Regions from separate parts of the Mus musculus genome. Here region 1 is linked to region 2. A link is a contact called in public HiChIP or PLAC-seq data. All regions are on one chromosome and are shown on one strand. Each heading gives the region's core, a stretch centred on a gene start, on an enhancer-like site or on the middle of the called end of the contact. The rest is flanking DNA. Distances are from core to core; before and after follow the strand shown. Region 1 overlaps Mecom (MDS1 and EVI1 complex locus). Region 2 holds the start of Mecomos (a long non-coding RNA gene).

Region 1 (7,521 bases), core at 4,401-6,900, 170 kb after region 2:
GTCTACAGAGCAAGTTCCAGGATATCCAGGACTACACAGAGAAATCTGGTCTTGAAAAAAAAATAGCTAAAAGAAAAATCACACAGTTGGTCAAATGTGACAAATATTTTAAGATTAAACTCATTTTCTCTCTGGTAAATAACTCTTTTCCCACATACTCAATAAGAGTCAGTGCTTTCCGTGTTTAAGTTAGAATTTTAGAAAATAGTTAAGATAAGTTATGCTTAAATGGGGAAGCGTTATGTGGTTCTGTAATTTGAAATAAATTGAGAAGCTGGGTCAGACCTGGGCTAAAAGCCATGGATAGTATCTACACTGCTTACAAACTTCTGTTCTTTTAACTTCAGAGAATGAAGTTTCTAAGTAAACATTCAGCTCAAAAATACTAAGTGACTCTCCCCCTCACCACACACACACACACACACACACACACACACACACGGTGCCAATGGATGGTGGTCCTAAGGAGGAAGACGGTATCCAGAAACTATCTGACCCCCCAAATCTAGACACCAAGCAGTCTCACTAATACAACCAGAACTACGTTTCTCAAGGTGCCGCCTGCCTCAGTGAACAAAACTATCCAGTGGCTCTGAGAGCCAAAAGCTATGGGCTTCAAAGAAGTCACCTTTAAAAGGTCTGATAGTTTTGCCTGTGTTACCTTAAGATGATACAGGGAGCACAAATGTCACACACACAGTTGGCCCCCACATTCACATGTCATGCATCTCCCAGTGGAGGGAAATATAATTTTGATCAGGCCTTCACTAAGGCATGTCTCATTAAAAAGATAAAACGTTCTGCATGCCACTCCCCTTTGCACACCAATTTTGAAAGCTGATATCAACAATCACAATTTTCAGTAAACTAAGTTTAAACACCATGACCCCAACAACATGGAGTAAACTTTGTCCCAGTGTCGGGAACCTTACAAGAGGAATTATAAAATAGTTCTCCTTGTTATTACAGTCCTCAAAGTGACAAAGCCCAGAGGAGGAGGACCAACAATGCCACCTACTTAGGCTCCTTGGAAGAACTCTATTTGTTTTATGGAAATTCCTTGCCAATTCTGGCACTGAAATTAAACAAGTCAGCACACAGGAGCACTCAACAGGATCACACCTAAAAAATTAAAAGAAAAAAAACCAACTAAAAAATGTTTTTAGGACTTCATATTTTTAGGAAAGTTAAACAGTTTTAGAAACTGTTGGGGAAACCTTTTCCCATCTTGATATGACAGTGATTAGAAGTCATTCCAAATAAGATTAATATTCTGAGAATGAGAGAGAGAGAGAGAGAGAGAGAGAGAGAGAGAGAGAGAGAGAGAGAGAGAAAGAAAGAAAGAAAGAAAGAAAGAAAGAAAGAAAGAAAGAAAGAAAGAAAGAAAGAAAGAAAGAAAGAGGGGGGAGGGAGAGAGAGAGGGAGGGAGGGAGGGAGGGAGGGAGGGAGGGAGGGAGGGAGGGAGGGAGGGAGGGAGGGAGGGAAACTTCTTTTGCCAAGCACTGGTTTGAAGCTTGTGACCACACCAAAGAAACCCAATTGAAGAGCTGTGGCGATGTCAGCCACCAATCCACACATCCCAACAGCCTGAGATACAGAGCTATTCATAAATGTCCTCATCTTTCTTTCTACTCTCCAGAGTGTAATTACTTCAAGAAACAGAATCCTGGTTTATTTTACTCAAATCCAGAAACTCACCACTTCTACAGCAACACACACTTCCCTCATCCCTGTTTTAAACATCCACATCCCCAGCCGTCACTCCTGCCGCGGCCACAGGACGGCATCTACACTTCAGGGGACCCCTTCTCCTCTCCCCCTCCCTCTTCATCTCCCTCTTAATCCTATCTCTCTTGTTCAGTTCCTGTATGTGTGTGTGTGCATGGCTGTGTGGGGTATAGAGCATACGAGTGTGTTCATGTGTGCTCGTTCATGTAGATGCCTAAGGGACATCTTCAGGTGTCATTTTACCCCATGCCTTACATCTTCCTGATTAGGCTGGTCTCTCTGCTGCCTCTACAACTATAGTACTGGAATTACAGGCATGTATCACCATGCCCAGATATTTTTATGTATGTTTTAGAAATTGAATCCAGGTCCTCATGCTTAGAAGGAAAGAAACATCCAACTGAGCCATGTTCTCTGCCCTAAATTTACATTTTTTCTCACCATCAGCGGAGGAATTCTCACATGGTTAGAAGACAAAGAACTAGGATAGAATAATGAAGAACTAATGGGGTCAATTTTGGAAATTAGAATACAGCTCCATTATTTACTATATGGAAGAAAGTATGAAAGTCATTCAATGTGTTGCACCTAACCATCATGTAACACAGGAAAATAATACCAACCTAGGAAGGCTACATGACACAACTGTGGTGTATAAGTTTCATCACCTAAAAATTAACAGGATTGAGAGTCCAGCATTTCACAGTATATAGCTATGGAGACACACAGAGTTGGGCTGAAGGATTAAGAGAAGTTATATAGATAGATAGGTATCTGTAGGATGGACTTTTGAGTATTTACAAGGCTGAAGATCAAGGGCAGATATAAATAGGTGGACCATGGAATTTATGATCCAAATAAGACATTCTTGAAAGAGAAAATGGGTGTTAGTAATTATTACTCCAGAACCAAACCAGTAAGCTAGAACTCCCCCGGGCAAGCCAGTGAGCAAGGACTCCCCCAGGCAAGCCAGTGAGCAAGGACTCTCCCAGGCAAGCCAGTGAGCAAGGATTCCCCCAGGCAAGCCAGTGAGCAAGGACTCCCCCAGGCAAGCCAGTGAGCAAGGACTCTCCCAGGCAAGCCAGTGAGCAAGGATTCCCCCAGGCAAGCCAGTGAGCAAGGATTCCCCCAGGCAAGCCAGTGAGCAAGGACTCCCCCAGGCAAGCCAGTGAGCAAGGACTCTCCCAGGCAAGCCAGTGAGCAAGGATTCCCCCAGGCAAGCCAGTGAGCAAGGACTCCCCCAGGCAAGCCAGTGAGCAAGGACTCTCCCAGGCAAGCCAGTGAGCAAGGATTCCCCTGGGCAAGCCAGAAAGTTTGGGAATTCTAGGAAAGGCAGCACAGATGAAGACCTACGAAGGGAAAGGAAAAGCAATGGCAAAAGTCTGGGGAGGAAGAATGCAGGGTGTGTGAGCAGGAACATGACTTCTCTAAACGATGACAGTAGTTATGACAGAGCTCACGCTCACTGCAAACACAGCTGGAAGGGCAATGGCACGCGTTCCTGGATGTGTCTGTGCCATAGTGCTCTGGCTAGTGTGGGAAGAAGAGGAAAGGAATGAAGAAATGGTGATTTTTTTACTTCCAAGAAACTATCTCAAGATTCCTGGGGAGGCGGGGGGATAATTGTAAGCTTGAAACACATCATTTGTTATAAGGTAGTATGTGGTCTGTCCTTTTACTAGCCACATGTTTATTATAAAATTATGACTGCTGACTGAAGATGTTTTATTCAGGTTTCTCCTTTTTGTCTCAAGAAGGCTTAGGCTAAAATTGGTTGAGGTAGAAGCCATTGTGACCAAGTGAGAGATAAATACCTACATTTGTGATCATGTAATATGTTCCGGTTCTATGCAAGGTAATAGTTTTACTTTTATAAATGTCCTGAAAGTAACTTGGTTCAAAATCCTAGACTTGAAGGAAAAAAAATAATTTATCAAAAAATGGTATTTGTGAGAACATTTTTTGGCCGGGCATGCTTTAAACCTGAAGCTCTGCCTAGGGTAGGTTGGAGAACAATGTCTAGAGAAAGATGAGAGGGACACAAGGAAGAAAGGAAAGCAAGGGCAAGGGGTACAGACATGACACATAGCATCAATATAAAGGCAGAGGTACAGGCAGACACAGATACAATGAGTTGTAAGCTTCAGGAAGCGATGAGGAATAGCTACACTGGGTAGAAAGAGGAAAGACACCTCAAGTGCTTGCCACTGTAATTAAAGGTCAAGTCAGTGCAACTGGACTTCTGCAGAGTACACTGGCAATTGTTTTTTCTGATCAGTGAGGTTGGCTTCCTACAGTTTAGACCACGGAGGCTCATATAGCTTTATCTACCTTCAACGCTATTAACATGATTTTATAAAGTAATACTGGCTTCTCCACGCGTGCTCCGTTCACTTTCTATGTGTCCCGAGGACTGAACCCAGGACCTTGTCCATGCTAAGCATGGCAATCAGGCATCACTGAACTACACCCCAGCCAAACACCATAATTTTTGAGCTGACACTAGACTTTCTGGAAGTGACTTTGACATTTTTGTCTGGAAGAAGACACTGTACCCTTGACACTGACAGCCAGATGTACAGTGTCTTCTCTTAGTCGTACATATGTTTTCAACTTTACTATGATGTTTAGACCAGAATGATCTTCAACACTACCAAAATGTCACAAATTTGATAGTGAGTACACCTCTTTCAGAAGGGTGCTGCTTCCACACTAAGGCTTACTCATCCCCAAGACAGATCTAGGGGCATGTCATGTACATTGCTAGATTAGCCACATCCATGGAAACCCCTCTCAAGCTCTAGTGTGAAACTCCATCATTAAAAACCACTTCAAGCTCTTTCTCCAATGGACCACAAATGACCTAATAATGTCCCCTCTGTGGAAACTAAGAGATCATATGATGAATTCTTTTTAGAGAAGTGTTTCATTCATTATTCTTAAAAAGAAAAAAAAAAAGTCTTAAAAGTAGAAAATGCTGATGAATGGCTACTACAAGTAAATAATTCCAATTCATCCATCAAAAGGCTCATACAAGGATACAGCTTGTGTCTGGGGAAAGGGGTTAACAATTCTCCAGGAAGAACAAATAATAGCATGAAGCGAGCCTGAAACCTGAGGACACAGGGTTATTGATACTCATGCATACGCTTCACAACTGCTAACTAACGGAGGAAGTGCTACTGCCCCATCCAGACCTATGAAGGAAGGAGCTTCAGGAGACCAGAATCAGTGCTCAGTAAATAGATACCATGTGCTCAGCTCCTTCTTCCCAAGAAGTGTGTCTTTCTTCCTTCTAAGGCCATTACTAGGGAGTTCTATTTAACAACAAAATATGAATTCCACAGTGGATTCCATGAGGCAGAACACTGCTAGATCTATCTACCTGTGGCCTGGAAACACTGGGAAGATCTATGAAGCTACAGAAGACAGAGAGAGACAGAGATATCCAGACAGATAGACCAAAGAATATCTCAAGACAACAAGGTATCAAAACTGCAATGCTAAAGCAAGAAATTAATTTGGGCCAAGGTCTATGCCTATCTGTAATAGAAAAACCATTTACCAAATATGACCACAGTCCCTCTGCCCAAGAGGCCACCAAAGAACTTGAGTGTATTGCCTTTCCAGCTTCTCTTCAAACAATGGATCCTTGTTCCATGCCCTCCCAGCTGTGACAGGCATGATAAAAATGGAGGTTGTTTTTATATTCTCTGTGCTATTTTGACACTGACAGCAGCATGGTCATTTGCCAAATAATCAGAGCACGCTGGCATTTTTATAAATAAAGTGCTGGGGTTTGACAGTAATCTGTGCAAGGAGGACTTGGAGGACGGACAAAACATGCCTTCTTTCCCATCCTAGGAAACAGGCTTCCTTGGCGATTTTTCAACACACGTAAATGTCTTTTGACCAAAAGGCAGCTAGGAGTACAGCTATGACATCAGCCCAGCCCAGCAAAATGACACAGGGAAGTGGTTCTCCCTCCTCTATGGCTTGCAGGAATGTGTTCCTGGAACTTGGTGCATTATGCAAGGAGGATTTTATTTCATGCAGAAGAGGCACGGGTGTGGGAGAGGACAGAGGCTAACTGAGGCTCTGCACTCTCCACAGTATTCAGTGCTCACATAGATGGCTCTGTTCCTCTCTAGAACCCTAGTTCCTAGCTTAGAGATGAGCAAACCACATGTACCCTGGTGAGGTAACAAATGCTGTGTCTGCCACAGTCCAGCCAAGAAGGACTTGAGCATAAGAATATTCAAACCAAGACGAAAGGATGCATGCATGCCCTCTGTAAGAAAAGGATCTTTGAGACTTGAAGGTGTTCAAACACCTACTCTCCACTATATACATATATTCTATATATGTTTGCCTTTTAAAAAAGCAGTTGTTTGCCTTTAATCGCAGCACTTGGGAGGCAGAGGCAAGCAGATTTCTGAGTTCGAGGCCAGCCTGGTCTACAATGTGAGTTCCAGGACAGCCAGGGCTATACAGAGAAACTCTGTCTCGGAAAAAAAGAAAAAAGCAGTTGTTTTAACAGGTTTCAAGAAATTTTTATAAGTAACGTCTCTCAGATTTTCTCTTAGGAGGCTTTCTGGTAAGAATATTTAATTATTATTTGGTAAGTGAGAAAAACTGACCTTCAAGAAGCTTAGGCAAAGCCGCAGGTCCAGCTAAGGAGATGGGATTCAGGAAAGATTGTCCAACCCCTCTCGCTCCCTCCACTGCAGGGCCTTCCATGTCTTGGATTCTTCCCACAGGCTGAACGTGCTAGAACTCCAGAGCCCAAACTTCCCCAGCAGTACAGGAAGAGGGGCTGAGGACCTTGCCGTTGGTACCGTGTGCCAGGAGGAACTTGCTCAGACAATCCAACTATGGGGACTTTTCACTGGGTATTTCCATAGTTGTTTCCAGCTACTTGACTCCCTGATCCCAGCAAAGTCAGACCACACTCTGTAAGGACAAGGCTTGCCTGTGGATATCAGTCCTACAGTTAACAGCTTTCACACTACAAGTAGCTGGGCTTCCTGGGAAACAGAGCTAAGTCTAGAACGATTTGTGGCATGCATAGGATATAACTCTCCTGCCTTTGAGATGCCATGTAAATAGGGAGACATGGAAGCATGCTTAGGGATCACAGCAGCAAAGGGCTGGGCAAGGCCCAGGAGCACAGAGCAGGGTCCAGCTTGTGTCACTCTCAGATGGTTGCTAGAATGTACTTCTAGCAATGACTAAAGTCAGTGTGTCACTGTTTGGCTACCAAATTCCAAATGGATGTAGACAGACTTTGATCTCTGCCAGGGAAACCAGAAACACTGAATAAAGGTTATGACACAAGCTCTAAACGTGTGGTAACAAGTAAGTAAAGTCTGTCTTTTATTCCTCTTCTGTTTTCATGTGTGTGTGTGTATGCAGGTAGTGTGTATGTATATGTATGTTGTGCATATGTATGTGCATGATATGCATGCATGCATGTGGGGTATTAGCATGAGTTTGTTTGGGAATGGTATGCTTGTGTGATTTTGTGTGTATGTTTGAATGTATTTTAGTATGTATATGCATGTGCAGTATGTATGTATGTGTATGTATATGTGTGTGGTATGTATGTATGTGTGTGGTATGTATGTTTGTGTATATGTGTACATGTATGTGTATATATGTGTGGTATGTATGTGTGTGTTTGTATATATGAAGTTTTGTGCGGTATATATGTATGTGTGTATATGTATTAGTGGTATGTATATGTGTGCGGTATCTCTGTATGCATGTATGTGTGTGTGTATATACATATAT
Region 2 (6,568 bases), core at 4,058-6,557:
AAACAAAAATAGTGTCAGAAGACAAGGAAGCAGGTGACAGTAAATGACTAGAGGTGGTGACTAATTCATTTTGGTGGCCTGTTATCTATGACACTGAACTGTTATTTCAGATAATGGCCATTGTTTGGCGGGGGGGGGGGGGGGGGGGAGGGAGATCTCACAGCAGTAGTAGGTAAGACAGGGGAAAAATCCTTTGTAAATAACCTAAGCATTGAGATATTCCCATAGAGCCCTGCCTGAGAATCATGAGGAGTCTGGGCTTCCCTGCATTGATCTTAGGCCCTTCCTCAACTTGCCCATTGTTGAAGTGCTCTTTTTCTTTTACTTTTTTTTTTTTTTTTAATTTAGCCATAAATTGGAATAGCTGGAGCTATGAGCTGTTCTATTTTCTTCCTGTCAGGATGAGAGATTTGTTTTATGATGCATTGTGTATTAAATACAAGTAATCTGGGGAACTGAGTGCTTCAGACACTTCAGCTTGATCAGGGGGTCTGGGTGCTCAGTGCCCCAAACCATTCCAAGCCCCTACTTCACCCCACCCTGGCCTTGCAGCACCCACTGCCTAACCTTTTTCAAAGCTTCTCAGAAAAGCAGGAAAGGTTGGTGGCGACACAAAGGTCCTGGGAAATCAGTGACAGGTCCTAACTAAATTCACATTTCAGGGAAAAAAAAAAAAAAACCTTTGAGGTTTTTGTTGTTGTTGTTTGTTTTGTTTTGTTTTCTCCCCACTTACATTAGCTTCTGGTGTGGGAGGCGGAGCGACGGGTCTAGATGGTATTCTTGCAGGTACGGCTGGAGGCCGTTAGGTGGCGATGTATCCCGAAATAAAGTACAGTGCCTGCAGCCTCAACGACCTAGGTGAACCCACCAGGATCTGACAGCCTGGTTGCAGCCTCCAGGTCTCACAGACACAGACCCTGGGAAACTGCCTGAGTGGAGGATGCTCCTACCTCTGAATTTCCTTAATTTCCTCCCTGAGACCTTGAGAGATGTGTCTAAAGACAGCGAGGATCCATTCTAACATTACCGCTATCCGTTTAATATGTGTCTCTTATTAAATAGTATCAATATTGGTGCTGTGATTCTCACTCTTGTACAACAGATAAACTGCAGGAAAGATTACACGGCATTATCACAAGCATCTATCTGGGCGAAGAAAGTCTAACAGCAGCTTCCTGGTCCCCACTCCCCTCACCTCCTCCCAACACCGTCTTCTTTTGCATATGAGGCAGGAACTTCACATGATGACAGCCATCCTGCTTTGTCTTAACATAACTTGAAATTTAGAGAAAAAGTCCCACAATCTCACAATAAGTGATAGAGCGCTCCTCCCTGCCTCTCTCCAATAGTAACCCATTAGGAGATCTACCCCATCCGAAGAAAAACAGGCTCAAACAAGGGTAGAGGGCAGAGTTTTGCAAGGAGTGTGCTTTGCTTCCCTGTAAGCTTGCTTCCCGTTAGTTAGGAGCCTTCTAAAACAATAAATAAATACAAGGAGCCAAATCCACCAACTCCCTTTACTCCTTGGATTTCTAGAGAAATCTGTTTACAGTAGTTACCAGCTACAAATTAAGCCACTGCAAAGCTGCTTTCTGCTCCACAGTGATCAGGAATACGCCTGTTCTGCAGAGTTTAGCACCGCCCTTGCAATAGACTATTACAAATAATGGTTTTACCTTAATCTCGAACCAGCTTTAGTTTGCAAGCCCGGATCAGGAAAGTTGATCTAACTACCAGGGTAGTGGAAGGCAGGAGGCGGCTTTAAGCAATGTATGGCTTTGAGAATGCATGCAACAGAGTAGCGATCAGATTTTTACAGAGTAGCGATCAGATTTTTTTTTCTTAAATAATCATACTTTTAAACCGCTTTTCAGTACTAGCCATGGCACGCTTCTTTTCTTTATTGCTCTTAATTGTTGTTTACCAAGAAGACAACATTGGGAAATTCTCAGTTTGAGCAGAGTGGGTAGATTTTCTAGGAGTCACACACTGGTTGATGGCCAGGCTGGGGTGGGAGGGGTTAATGCATTTTCTTCCAGGTTTGAAATGGGTATAAACCCTCCGCAATCCTTTCCCTTCCTCCCTAGGCTGCAAGGACTGCAGAATCTTTAAAAGGCCCAAAGATTTCCAATAAGGCCATGGGTTCTGCCTTCATGGTATAACTGTTTATTTAAAATAAGTCAATATATTAGTTAAAGCGGTAATAAGTCAGCGCCCCAGTATCCAAGTGATTCCCACAGGACTGTAAACCGATGCCTCTTTTAAGCCTTAAACTTCAGGGTTGTCCCAGAAGCAAGAGTCCAGCTAATGGAGGCCCTATGGGCATGGTACATGCCAGCACATCATTAAAAGAAAGAAAAGCAGTCCACAGAAAGCCAGATGAAATGACTGCACTGTCCACTTTTAATGGCTTCCTGTGGACAAACGGCCCTGTAACACTCTGCAGAGGACGGTATTTAAAAACAAGACAACTTGCTGGCAGTTTTCAATACCATAAAGTTAATAAAGTAGGCTCCCATTCACCCTGACATTATGTTTTGAGTTTATAGAGGAAGGCCCTTTATAACCTCAGCCTAAGTATAGTCTTTTTAATTCTGCAGCTCTGGGTTCTTGGGGTGGCTAAGCAGCCATTGAACTCCAAGTCTGACTTTTTTTTTTCTTCTAACACCAAGCAAATGTATGGGTTTGTTTTTTGTTTTTTGTTTTTTTTTGGGGGGGGGGGCATCTCATATGCAGTCTCTCCTTCACAGACTATCTGTGAAATCCTGCTTCATACCGTTCATACAGTTGGGAAGCATGAAATAATTTGAGAAATTGACATTTGGCTGAACAATAACTGCTTGCTAATTAAATTAGCTTTGTGTATAGATATTGATGTGTGTTTAAAAAGAAAATCAATGCTTTCTCTCCACGGCACAGTGGCAATGTGGGAAGTGGTCAGACTTTCACCTAAGCTTAAGTGAGACACAGGTAAGAAAATTTCAGTATTATTTTGGGACTCAAGAGATGTGTCGCTGATTCCTCTACAATTGCTACCCCATTTTCCTTCCCTCCGACTCCTCCAAATTCTTACCACCTATCAGATCTTTTAAATCTTTTTGTTCCATGAAATTTGAATAAAATTCAATGCACAGGTGCAGAAACTAGATCAGAAAGCCAAGGGAGCCGATGTGACGAATGTTCCATTTGACTTTAATTATTTATGCTGCTTTATCAGGGAAGTATGTCACAAACTTGAACTTGAATTCTGGGATACTGGTAGGCAGACTTGCAGTCTGCCCAGCCAAACACCAAGCTATAGGCACAAAGGGACTGCACCCCCAGAGCATCCTGTCAGCATGGCTCTCCAGAGAGATCCTGGGTCATTTCTGAGGGACTCTCTGCCTTTCTTCCTTTGTATTTATTTATTTTTCCTTTTCTTAAGTTGACCAATACGGTGCTGCAGAAAGGAAGAAAGAAAAGAAAGGGAAAAAAGAGAAAAGAAAAGGAGAGAGAAAAAAAGAAAAGACAGACAGACAGAAAGGAAATTAAAGGTTTAAAAAAAAAAAAGGTAAATAAAAAATTTCCCCTGGTCTGGAAACAGGCTCCACTGAAGCCATGTTAATCTCCGCCTCAGTAATTTGGTTCTCCAGGAGAAGACAGAAGCCCTGCTGCTGTGCCCTGCACTTCATAAATCACATCTTTATGTGGACAAGGTCAGGGCACCTAACAGCTCAGACATGGGCCTTTGCAGTGGCTCGAGGATTCGGGCGTGTTTACTCTCCCGCTCGGCTCTCGGAGGAGTCATCCAGCACGCTTCTAATTACTTTTGATTATTTTCATTTGCCGGGGTCAGTCTGGCTTGGCAGGACTGCAGGAGGGTTGACTTCCTACACATCTTGATGTCTTTGTAGGACAGCACTGTGCACATTCGGAAGGAGCGCCACGTTATTGTCCCTACAGTGTGAAGTCCTCCATAAGTCCATGATGCAAAGTTACCCCGAAGGCGCCTACTACCTTTAATTAACCACATAGCCACAATCCCTATCTGATTGCTTTTACCGATACAGCACCCAACTTTAACACCTGAGTATTTTTTAGGATGTCTGGAAAGAATGAAATCAATTTCTCTGCTTCGATTTTTAAACATATTTAGTAATGAATAGCAACTATTCTGAAACTAAGATGAAATACTTTGCTGAAACAACAGCTCAAGTGAATAAATTATTGTTCTCAAAGATTTATTTCCCAAACTTCAACTACAGCTGCCATATTTAAAATATTTTCCTTGGCTATTTTGATCTATTTCCTGAGCCATTATGCTGAGTGGCTGAAGTATCACAACAAAAAGGCTTCTTTTAAAGTTTCAGTGAACACCGTATGATAAATAAGCAGCTTAATAAAACACAGCAAAGTGGGAGGGGAGCACAGAATAGCATTCTTTTTCTCTTATCTGACTGTCTGATGCTTTCGATGTGAACACATTCAAAAGGAAAAAAAGAGACAAGCCAATATATACTCACAAGTCTAAGAAACAAAGAGTCACAAAACGCACAACGTACACCTGTGCCAATAGGATAAAGGGCATCTTTTATACCACTGAGGGCATTTTATAACTATCTTCAGTTTCTAGAGAAAACTAACCATGGTCATTCTCAAAATGCCAAATCTTCTCTTATGTCTATGCTGGAGCAGAACTAAGGCAGTTAATGTGTTTGGAACTCACCTCAACTCTGTACGAATTGCTTTTTTCTTTTTCATTATTTTATTCATTTTAATTAATTCAGCCTTTTCAAGACAGTGTTTAGCACAGTGTGCAATAACTCCAGGGTCGAAGTCCTCCCCAGGGTTTTAGAAACTTACTCAAAAGTGCTTTCAGCCTTCTAATCTGTGGAGAGAGTGAGTTGGAAGGCATGCACGCCTCGCCTCCACTCCTCTTGTGTACCTTTGGGTAAGTCACTTAACCTTTGAGTTGATTTCCATGCAAGTTTCATAATATCAGCATAATGAGAGTGTTGGGAAAATCCATTGGGTAATGTAAGCGTGAGGTGCTCTGACTCCGTGGGAACAGGTCAAAATAAGTAAGTTGCAATGTGTCTGTATACCAGACTCAAGTAAACACCCACGTATGCACAACACGGAAGCTAGTCCCGCCTGCAAGTGTGACTGTACTTTTTTAATCCTTTGTTCTGCTCCAACGTCAGTTGCCCTAATTCTTATCTTGACTTTGGGAGAGGAGAATTTTAACAATTCGTTTGGGTTTTTTTTGTTTCTCTCTCTCCTCGCTCTCTTGCTCTCTCTCTCTTTCTCTCTCTTTCACTCTCTCTCTCTCTCTCTCTCTCTCTCTCTCTCTCTCTCTCTCTCTCTCTCGCTCTCTCGCTCTCTCGCTCTCGCTCTGCTTCCCTGGAAGATGTCTGTCCATGTCTGGCATGCACCTGAGCTTCTCCATTCCCATTTACTGTGTCCTCTGCTAATCAGGCTAATCAGCAAGAGAGCCTTATAAACAAAGGTGAACAGGGACCCAAAGAGGTAAGCTCGAACAGGAGCGCGCATGCGTGCTCGCCCACACATCACACCCGCCCCTCAGGTCAGAAAAGGCATGCCTTACTTACAATGTCCTCTGGTAAACTTCACATGCCAGAAAAACGAGAATTAGGTAGGTATAATTTACCCCTTGTTGCCTAGGGTCTAAGCTGAAACAAGTACTAAAGAGGTATTTGCTGACCAGACGCGTGCTTGGTCTTAGTGAGCCTAAACTTGGATGCCTGGGACCATCCATCTGAATGACTGTAATGATCTGGTCACAGATCTTCAGCTTCTGCACACCCTTGACTCATTTCTTTGTTTTATATTGTCCAGATCTACTGCCCAACCTTCTGCAGGACCTTGTCATTGAAATGCAGACCTATCCCAGTGTGAGGGAATCGTATGAAGCACTAAACGTAAGTCGTAGAATCTTGCATGGGACACAGCATTTGGTCAATACAAAGTGACTACTATTGTTGATAGTGCTGATGTAATTATTGTCACTCTGCCTGGAATTCACTTTACCTTGGTGACCTCAGGTTAAATCTTATCTACCTCTCCCCCACCCCCTACTTCTTCCTTTTTGCCTACTGATTGGTATCAGCTGGGTCCAAAGCCTTTCTCCTTCACTGGGCTTCTCTCCTGGATTAAAGCCAGCTCCCGTAGCAGGTTTGCCCTTAAGAAGCACCATGATTTAGAAGATGGAGCCACTCACACGGCTACCTTCAGTTGGTGTCTTTTCACAGTAAACTACACTAAACTTGTACGTCTTTGTGAGAGTAACTATGATAAAACATGAGGACACATTTGAAAGAACGCCATCCTTGGCTGGTTGATATTGGCTGGTTGATGCTGCCCCCCCCCAGCCCCCTCCCCCAACCCAGAGGAATCAGTTGATACATATTGATACATAGCTCATTGTCTGTGGACTCGGCCACAAACATGTCTTCCATTTTTGTTGTTTTAGAGTAGAATCCTGGCCATTTTGCTACTTTCTCCCCCAAATTCATTTCTGTGTCAGCCTTTTCCCTGGGCTCAGTTTAGATTTTGCTGCAACTTATTT

What was found. HiChIP or PLAC-seq counts read pairs in DNA pulled down with a chosen protein or histone mark.
Region 1: a contact with region 2 is called in an H3K4me3 HiChIP or PLAC-seq map of stem cell-derived neural progenitor cells, with 34 read pairs. The contact joins the enhancer-like site here to the promoter of Mecomos in region 2. A contact is called at or near these places in 6 of 39 promoter capture datasets (the 3T3-L1 cell line, 3T3-L1-derived adipocytes, the SN4741 cell line and 3 more), 1 of 15 datasets of contacts at CTCF or cohesin (the NIH/3T3 cell line), 1 of 484 Hi-C or Micro-C datasets (nephron progenitors), 7 of 115 datasets of contacts at active chromatin or transcription factors (the NIH/3T3 cell line, bone marrow-derived macrophages, embryonic forebrain and 4 more) and 4 of 9 other capture datasets (adipose tissue, embryonic stem cells, liver and 1 more).

Annotation. Positions count from the first base shown.
Region 1 is chr3:30,182,626-30,190,146 of GRCm38.p6, forward strand. The region is part of intron 2 of Mecom (MDS1 and EVI1 complex locus); the gene reads right to left. Among named protein-coding and RNA genes, the nearest start is that of Mecomos, 170 kb to the left of the region's middle. Within about 2 kb of position 5,651, at least 32 of the 459 cell types and tissues checked have an H3K27ac peak or open chromatin away from gene starts, as enhancers often do. A contact at or near this core is called in stem cell-derived neural progenitor cells, where this site is marked.
Region 2 is chr3:30,014,633-30,021,200 of GRCm38.p6, forward strand. Mecomos (a long non-coding RNA gene) reads left to right here and starts at 5,308. Exons shown (of 3, transcript XR_003954597.1): 1 at 5,308-5,508; 2 at 5,839-5,921. The region is part of intron 2 of Mecom (MDS1 and EVI1 complex locus); the gene reads right to left.